Regions from separate parts of the Mus musculus genome. Here region 2 is linked to region 1. Evidence: chromatin contacts called from public Hi-C data. All regions are on one chromosome and are shown on one strand. Each heading gives the region's core, a stretch centred on a gene start, on an enhancer-like site or on the middle of the called end of the contact. The rest is flanking DNA. Distances are from core to core; before and after follow the strand shown.

What was found. A called contact is a pair of places that touch in the nucleus more often than the background predicts.
Region 2: a contact with region 1 is called in a Hi-C map of ventricular fibroblasts, with 3 times the contacts expected there. The contact joins two enhancer-like sites. A contact is called at or near these places in 1 of 484 Hi-C or Micro-C datasets (ventricular fibroblasts) and 2 of 115 datasets of contacts at active chromatin or transcription factors (astrocytes and embryonic stem cells).

The regions. Positions count from the first base shown.
Region 1 is chr13:97,441,337-97,445,773 of GRCm38.p6, forward strand. The region is part of intron 1 of Lncenc1 (long non-coding RNA, embryonic stem cells expressed 1); the gene reads left to right. Among named protein-coding and RNA genes, the nearest start is that of Lncenc1, 8.6 kb to the left of the region's middle. Within about 2 kb of position 2,620, at least 148 of the 459 cell types and tissues checked have an H3K27ac peak or open chromatin away from gene starts, as enhancers often do.
Region 2 is chr13:98,006,734-98,011,170 of GRCm38.p6, forward strand. The region is part of intron 9 of Arhgef28 (Rho guanine nucleotide exchange factor (GEF) 28); the gene reads right to left. Among named protein-coding and RNA genes, the nearest start is that of Gm34388, 110 kb to the left of the region's middle. Within about 2 kb of position 2,093, at least 57 of the 459 cell types and tissues checked have an H3K27ac peak or open chromatin away from gene starts, as enhancers often do.

The sequences.
Region 1 (4,437 bases), core at 1,370-3,869:
ACTCTGGCCATCTGACTTCCACTTTGTTAAAGTTACATTGTTTCAAGCTATTACGGTCTGAGTTCCTTGTTACATCAGCAAGAGGAAACTAATAATAAACCTAGTGAGTGGTTGGATCGCTTGGAGTTTATATTGTTTCTGCATTCTAGACCTGCTCTTAAGTGTCCTATGTGATAATTCACTTCACATGTTCTTCTTTTGTAAGCCGTACCTCTCTATGTGTGCTCTATGTGTGTGTGTGTCTGTCTGTCTGTGTGGTAGTGCTAGGAGGTCCTGAAGATGGAACCCAGGGTCTTGAAAGCTCCACCCTGTCCCACTCTTGCTTTTACACGCCCATCTCTATTAGCGGAGAGCCCCCAGGGGAAGAACAGCCTTATTCTAGCTCCGTGTCTCTGCGTGGGCGCCGTGCTCCGTGTGGGGGCCTTGCACATTTGCTGAGTAAGCGACTCAAGAAAAGTGCCTGGGAGACAGGTTTCAAGTGGATTCATTGTGACTGTCCTCTCTGGTTTGGTTAGATGGGGGGGGGGGTGTCACTCTTCAATTTGAAGATAACAACCTTAGAAGAAAGGCCCAGCCTTGCCCCAGCCTTCACACTGTGTGTGCCTCTGGAATGACTCTTCTTTTTGGATGCAGTCTGCCCTGGGAGCTGTGGGCTGAGTTCCTGTGAGATTTGTTGTCTCTGCTGGATTCCATACCAACAGAAGCTGGGTTCTTGAGAGAACTGCTTCTTTTTTTTTTCTTTTTTCGTTCTTGCTAGAGTTCCTGTGGAATCTAGAGAGTGTAGTGTGAACTTAGAATTACGGCTTTTCTATGTCAGCAGTTCTTGGGGTGGGGGGTCCTCTGCCTCAGGGTGCTGAAGAAAGTCTCTTTGTCACCTGTCACAATACTACCTCCCTCTACCTGAGAACTGATTTCTTTGTTTCTCTTCTCCCCCCTTCTCTATATATGGAACTTTCCTTTCCCCAGCATTGGGGCATAACATGCCCCTCCCCCACCCAGCTTCCACCCCCTGCTTCTGTTTCCCTCTAACCCAGCTTGCCGGGTCTTTGTCTGCTGCTGGTGACAAGCAGTTCAGGAGTTCACAGCACACATTCTCATGGTGAAGACAACTTCCTTTTCAAAGAGGTCCCTGGGCATTTCTAAAATGAAGCCCTAGAGGAAGAGGAGGAGGCTGTGCCGCCCGCCGGCTCTGCCTCTGTCACTGCACAGATCCCCCACATTGTCGTTAACCGAATAGAGGAGGAAGTGGGCATCTAGCACAGGAAGCTAGGAAGAGGAGGAGGATGTGCGCCGGCTCTGCCTTTGTCGCTGCACAGATCCCCGCATTGTGCTAGCTTCCTGTGTGAGATGCTCACCTCCTCTACCAGGTTAGCGACAGCTCTCTCTAAAACACATGTTGGGCTGAAAGACTGGTTTTCCCTGACAGATGAAGGAATTTCCATAAAGATAATTAAAATAATGTGAAAGGCATATATGGCCCACACACCTGAAACCAGGGACTTGGCAGATTTTCCTACACCACATACACAGGGGCATTAGTGACTAAGGTAAGAACAACCCAAGTGTCCACCAGCAGAGTAGATAATGTTTGAATGCATAAACAAATGTGGCATTTGCATACAATGGGACATTAACCTTAGAAAAGGGTGATATTCTGATATCTGATGCAGGCTACAACATGAGTCACCCTTGAATACATTTTGCAGAGTGAAGTAAGCCAGATACAGAAAGATAAGTACTGTGCTGTTCCGCCTCTGTGGGAGAACTGAAAACTCACAGAACTGTGGTCACCAGAGGCCTGGGGAGAGGGGCCATGGAGTTACAGTCTAAGGGGTCAGCTGTTCAAGGAGGTGGATGCACACTAACATGCATCGGTTTAATCACTAGGTACTCATCATCAAGTCTTTTTGTTTTTGTTTTGTTTTGTTTTGTTTTGTTTTGTTTTGTTTTTGTTTTGTTTTTTCGAGACAGGGTTTCTCTGTATAGCCCTGGCTGTCCTGGAACTCACACACTCTGTAGACCAGGCTGACCTCGAACTCAGAAATCTACCTGCCTCTGCCTCCCAAGTGCTGGAATTCAAGGCGTGCACCACCACTACCCGGCGTCATCCAGTCTCAATGAAACTGACCAGTGCACTTGGTGTGGTGACACTTGGTGTGGTGACACTTGGTGTGGTGACACTTGGTGTGGTGACACTGGTAGAGCTTACCTTGGCCGTCCTTTTACCACAATAGAAAATGGGAACAACGAGGAATATGGGCATTATAATTTTGCTGTTTCTTCATTATTTATTTTTCTTTTTTGGCCAAGGCTGCAAGTAGAAGGTTCAAACGATGTACAAATAGTTGGAGATTTACCAACCAACATCGCTGCTGTTTGTGTATCATCTATGCTGTGATGTGAATAACACTTATTCAAACACCAATGAGAATACATTTTCCTCCTAAGTAATTTTTTTCCCTGTGACTTTTGTACACCAATCTAGGAAAGAAAACATATCTATTGAGACAAATACATGCTTTCAAAGGTCACCAAAATAAACTTGGTGACTGTGGCAACCCTTGGAACTGGGCAGAGGAACCTGCATTTTGCAATGCTTGCGCACACACTGAATGATACTACTTGTCCTGGGTTCCCTGACTTCATACAGGAAATATGTGACCTCCGGGTCCTCAGGCTCTCTGAAAGGGAGCTTTGATAAAGACAAAGCGAGCAGGGGGATTCCTCTTGGTTCAGGTAATTTTTGCGGCTGATAGTTGTGATCAAGTTTTGAAAAACAAATACCACCTGCTCACCGCTGAATCTGGGAACAAGAGTTCCAGTGGAAGGACGCAGATTTGATGGCCAGAGGCCCGGGGTGCTTGGCAGGCTAACAGGGTGATTTTTTTAGTGAGTCATTTTGACATTCGGTGACCCACCTCGCGCCCATCAGTCTTCATAGGCCGGCCCAGGGTAAATGCCTGTCTACAGTTTGGGGCGCAGGCCTAGTGGAAGCAAATGTGCCACCTCCAGGGGAGCATAAAAGACAGACCATAGGAGATCACAAACCTGGGAGACTCCCGCCTTTGTCCTGACCGGTCATTCAGTACTATTTAAAATATCACATTGAAAGTTAGCTCCTTCTTCTTCCCTGCTTCACTCCCGCTCTCTTCTTCCTTCCTTTCTTTCTTTTTGCTTTCTTTCTTTTATTTTCTACCTGTTTTTTTTGCGGCTCATGCTTCTTACCCTTTATATCATCCAGAACTACACATGCCTGCTGATACACTTATGTGCATGTGCACATGTACCCACACACACCACACCCTATACACACACCATACACATGCATATACATACACACATCATACACACCTCATACTCACACCACACCCTACACACAGACGCACGCACACCACATCCTACACACATACTCACACCACACAACCTGCACACACACCACTTTTTATGCACACACACATACACCACACTTTACACACACACAGCATACATACCACACATACCACACCGTATACACACCCTATACACACACCACATCCTACACCATACACACACCATACAACCACACACACCACATCATACACACATGCACACACACCATACATCCTAAACACATACCACATCCTATGCACACACACATATACCACACACTACACACACACCATACCCTATACACATACAACCCACATCCTACACACCCCCACATACATCACCCCTCCACATACACACACTACACATATCACACACATCACACCCTACATACACATACTACACATATCACATACCTCACCATACACACACTACACATGCATACATATGTATGAGCACCAAATTAATCTCTGCTTTTTTTTCTTTCATGTCTTCAGAATAGAATTATAGGTAGCTATGATATAAAATCGAAACCGAAGGGAGCTGGCGGATAGAATAGAAAATATAGAGAAGACGTGGGCATAGCCCTTCCTTAGAATTTTCCCTTCTGCGGTTCTCTTCAACCACTGCACACAAAAGCCAGGCCTTTCCAGATACCAGGGGTACTGGAGAGCCCAAAGTGGGAACAACCAAGCATGCTATGTCCTTTTTGAAGCAGGGGCTATAATTCTGCTTGGGAGATGCTGTGCTACTGAGGAGCTAGCTGATAGACAGCATGGGAGGCTGCAGGGTGAACCTTCCTGGGGCTGTGAGAAAGCAAAGGCTGTTTGCTGGCTTCTCTCTCTCTCTTCCTCTCTCTCTCTCTCTCTCTCTCTCTCTCTCTCTCTTCCTTTCTCTTCCTTTCTCTCTTCCTCTCTCTTTCTCTCTCTCTGTCTCTCTCTCTGTCTCTCTCTGTCTCTCTTTTGTAGGGAGGTCTCTGTATAGCCCAGGCTATCCTGGAACTCACTCTAGACCAGGCTGGCCTCAAACTTAGAAATCTACCTGCCTCTGCCTCCCAAGTACTGGGATTAA
Region 2 (4,437 bases), core at 843-3,342, 560 kb after region 1:
GAAGATGCCCCACGTGTCTTCCTCATGGGAACTTGATGAATAATTCAAACCCTTCATATGGAAAGACACTGGTACACAGGCATGTCCAACAAAAATGAACAATGAACTTGTTCGTGTCTAATGCCGCAAGGAGTATCAACTCCCTAGGACTTGCCTCAGAGAAATATATGCTTTGCCCCCTAAATGCCATCAAAAGCTACTGAGGTCTACCACAGGCAAGGCACTACATTAGCACACTAGAGAATGATATATAAATTAGATATTAAACATATAAAGTCACTTGTTTCTCAAGTGTCTTCAGCAAGAACATTTTGAATGAATGAGTGGGAGAATGGATGAATGAATGAATGAATGGGAGGATGAGTGAATTAATGAATGAAAGAGTGGGAAAATGAGTGGTATGATGAAAGCTAAGTACTGCTGGGCAGTGCTCAAATCATTCTATGTTTTTTTCTAGATGAGAAACTACTGAATTCCTGACTCACTTCATCATTATGGGGAAACTCTGGACAGATTAGCATGAAAGAGAGCTGGAAATGGGATTTATCCACGATCAGGGCTCCCCACTGTAGGATAATAGAGATTAAAGGCACAAATAAGTGGTTTCTCTGGCTGAGGCAAGCAGTGTGAGACAGGTTGGGGCCACTCTGAGAATCAGTAGGCTTTTCTTGTTTCATTCAGATCACGTGACTCATGAGGGAATGGGGTGTATACACCAAGGTCAAACAATAATGCCGAGCTCATCTTCTCAGGCTGCTCTCCATTGCCTACACATGAGGATGGTACCCCAAGGTCCTAAACACCTCAGAGAGAAGCAGTCAGGGGCTGGGCTCAGCGTATATGGCGACCGTCTCATCCACCACAGAACAAAAGAAGATTACGGTAGATGTTTCTGGAGAGGGCATGTGGGACAACATCCAGGGGCAGAGACCCCAAGGTTCTGTCATATGAGAGGCAAGGTAAAGCCAAATTGGTATAAGTCCAAAAGGAGAATCACCAAGCCACGCTAGACACCAGGAGAGGACCCCAGCAGCAGGCCTTGGTCACAAGTGCTATGTTTCTGAAGAGGCTAGATCAGTCCAGAAAGACCCAGAAATCACTGCAAAGATTCAAGAACCAGGCCCCTCCTACCAGCAACTCCCCCAACTCCCACCACAAAGCCACAGTGAATATGGACAAGGATGAAAAGAGGGGTGTAGAACAGTCAGGAGAAATCCAGGGTACCAAATTATTATCCGGCGACACCAAGCAGTTGCTAAAAATGTCCGCTTACATTGTTACATCAAACCAAGCTTTCCATATTAAAAATATACTCCTGCCCTCCCTCACCCCACAGCCTATATATAGGGTAGTACTCGTGAAAGTAAGACTGAATGTAGATCAAATAAAGAGTAATGAAACCAACATTCACTGACCAAGTTCCATGGTCCAGCATTGGAGATTTGAAATGCACAGGACAACCCCTGCTTCCCAGGGACCCTTAGGGTAGAGACGTGGCGTGTCAGCTGTGACAGAGAAGGGCTAGCAGAAGAACCCACATCCAGCGGCAAAGCAGCTGAGGAAGAACGCTGACCTCTGAGGGGTTCAGGGAAAACTGGGGAAAGGGCTCATGAGCTACATTTGAAGGAGAAGTTGGACAGAGGTTTCCAGTTTGTGAGAAGAGACACTCGCTTGAATTTGCTAAAGTAAAAAGAGATGGAAGAAAATTCACTGAGCTGAATGGATTTACTACACAAAGCTTGAGAAACAGGGAAGCGAGCTTGGAGCCCAGCCCGGAGCCTCACAGGGCCTTACCATAGATTTGCTTCTCTTTGCGTTCCTTCTGACTACAGACTCGTTTTGTATAGCCAGTGGCTTCATCACCAATCTTTCTACAGATACCACGGGAGAAGCAAGGCATGTCCCTCCAAATTCCAGTTTGAGAAACCCAGAGAAAGGGTTCTGACTGGCTGTGTCTGGGTGATGTGCTCACCGTGGGCCTATCACTGGTAGGAGGAACACTGTGTGAGCATCATGGCCAGAGTAGGAGAGCTGCCCACTCAACTATATGAGCGCTGTTCGGCTAAGGGAAAGATGCCAAGCAGACAGAGATAACCACGCAGGCCAGTGAAAGAGGGTTACACAACATTTCCGTGTCTTCATGAATCAGCGGTTCGCACGCCTGGGCTCTTTTCCATGACTTTGTTATGCTGAGTGTATGACTGAGTCTGTTTTGAGGGACCACACCCCCCCCACCCCCCCACCCCCACCCCCGCTCAGACCTCATCAGCACACCGAAGGCTACTGACTGGCATCCCTTCACAATGCCTTCCACCTTACCTTCCTACAGCTTTCCTATTTTTGTTTTGTTTAGTTTTGTTTTGAGTGTTGGGGATTGAACAAGCACATGTCTTACATATTCTGGGCAGCCACTCTACCACCGAACCACATTCCCAGACAGGATGCCTTCTCTTTATCATGAAATTCAACTGTAAGTTTTAGCAGGTTTTCCTGTGGGAGTTGGGGCCACACCTACTCCAACAAGGACACGCCCACTCAAGCAAGGCCACACCTGCTCCAACAAGGCCACACCCACTCCAACAAGACCACACGTTCTAATAATGTCTCCTAAACATGGAGACGATAAATTGTAATACTTCCTTCTTTGCCCCTACAGAGATGAGAGGAGAGGAGTCACTTTCAAAACATTGGCTAAGTATTTGTTTGACTAAGGGGAGTAAGAGGCTCTGTTAGCTCTGTTGTCTGCCATAGGCCTGCGATGTCCCCCCCCCAGCCCCCACCCCCTCTTGTTTGGGACACAGAGATGCCTCTGGGCAGAGTTCAGCACTGAACCTGCTCTCTGGGAAATTAAGTAGAAAACTCTCCAAGAACAAAGACAAGTTAGCAAGTTATGTCATCTTGGAGAAAGGTTTCTTTCTCTTTTTGAGGCTTTCTGAAACGACCTATTCATTCAGGCATTCTCTTGTAAATTTCTAGATTAAACCCAAACACACACCCATACAGTGCACACACACACACACACACACACACACACACACACTCTCGCCTAATTCATGAAACTTCCTGAGAAGGGAGAAAGGCGTGAATGGGCTCTTGAATTTACATAGTTTACCTTTAACAGTTATCACTAAGCCTCTGAAACATCATTGTACGTCTAAGTGCTTATTAAGGGTGACTGTGCAGATCAAATACCCCGTCCTTCAAATATTATATGAGCTCATTTCCAAAGCAAAACGAAATAAGCATGGTGTCACGTGTGCCTGAAGTACTCCTCTGGGGAGGCAGAAACGGGAGGTTCATTTGAGACCCAGAGTTCGAGACCAACCTGAGCAACGCAGAAGGGAAAGCAGAAAGCCATTGTCTCCTCCACTCCTGGTATAGTTTATAGCTCTGTCCACACCTCTCTCAATCTCAGAGAAGACAGTAGGCATCCCAGCATTCTCTTTCTGTAGTGCTTTGAAGTTGAGTGCCCTCCACAGACAGAATGCTTAGGAGCGGCATTAGAAGACATTGTTAGGGTTTCTATTGCTATGGAGAAGTGGCATAGCCATGGGCAACTCTTATAAAGGAAAGCATTTAGCTGGGGGTGTATTAGATTCAGAGGGTTAGTCCATTATCATCATGGCAGGAAGCATGGTGGCATGCAGGCAGGCGTGACACTGGAGATGCACAACAAACCCCTTTGAGGTTCCAAATTTCCTACTTCCAGGCCCCTGTCCATCAGTTCCCAGGCCCAAAGTTTGGGTGTGTGCAAGTACCATGCCTGTGTGCAGGGGGCAGTGCCAAAGGCTAGCAATAGGTCTTGCGTCTGGAAACGCTAATGCTATCCCTGCCAGCTCTCTTCCTCCATAACAGTGCACAGAAGGGAGTGGGAGCTGAGGCGGTGAGGAGCATTGGTACCTTTCCATCCACAGGGGCAAGCTCTTGACATCCTCCCTCCATTCCCTCTCCTAAAAGGTGGCATGTTTACTGGGAAACAGAATTCTCTTACATTCAGTGTCTGAGCTCTAGGCTGAGTTTTGCTACAACAGTCTCCAAGGCAGGGCAAGTCATTTTTTTCTTTCTGGGCCTCAATTCCCCAACTCATAAAGGAAGGTGACAGCATATCTCGCATGCTGAGAGGGTCTCCCTCCTTTTTTTTTTTTTTTTTTGACATGACAATATGTGTGGAAACATCTTCCTAATGTCATTATTCCATTCTTCCCTTTTCCTTCCTGACATGGTCCCAGTCTCTTCTTTACCTAGAATACCTTTGGGATGACTATTTCTTACGGTTATCACAAAATGTCTGAAGCTAGATAGCTTATAAATTAAAAAGGTTCACCTAGCTCACAGTTTACGGGGGTTAAGGTTGAAACAGCATAGTGCGGCTCTTGTGAGGGCTCCTTGGTTAAGTCACTAACAACAAAAACACAGCAGCGTGAGGTCGTCAGGGGA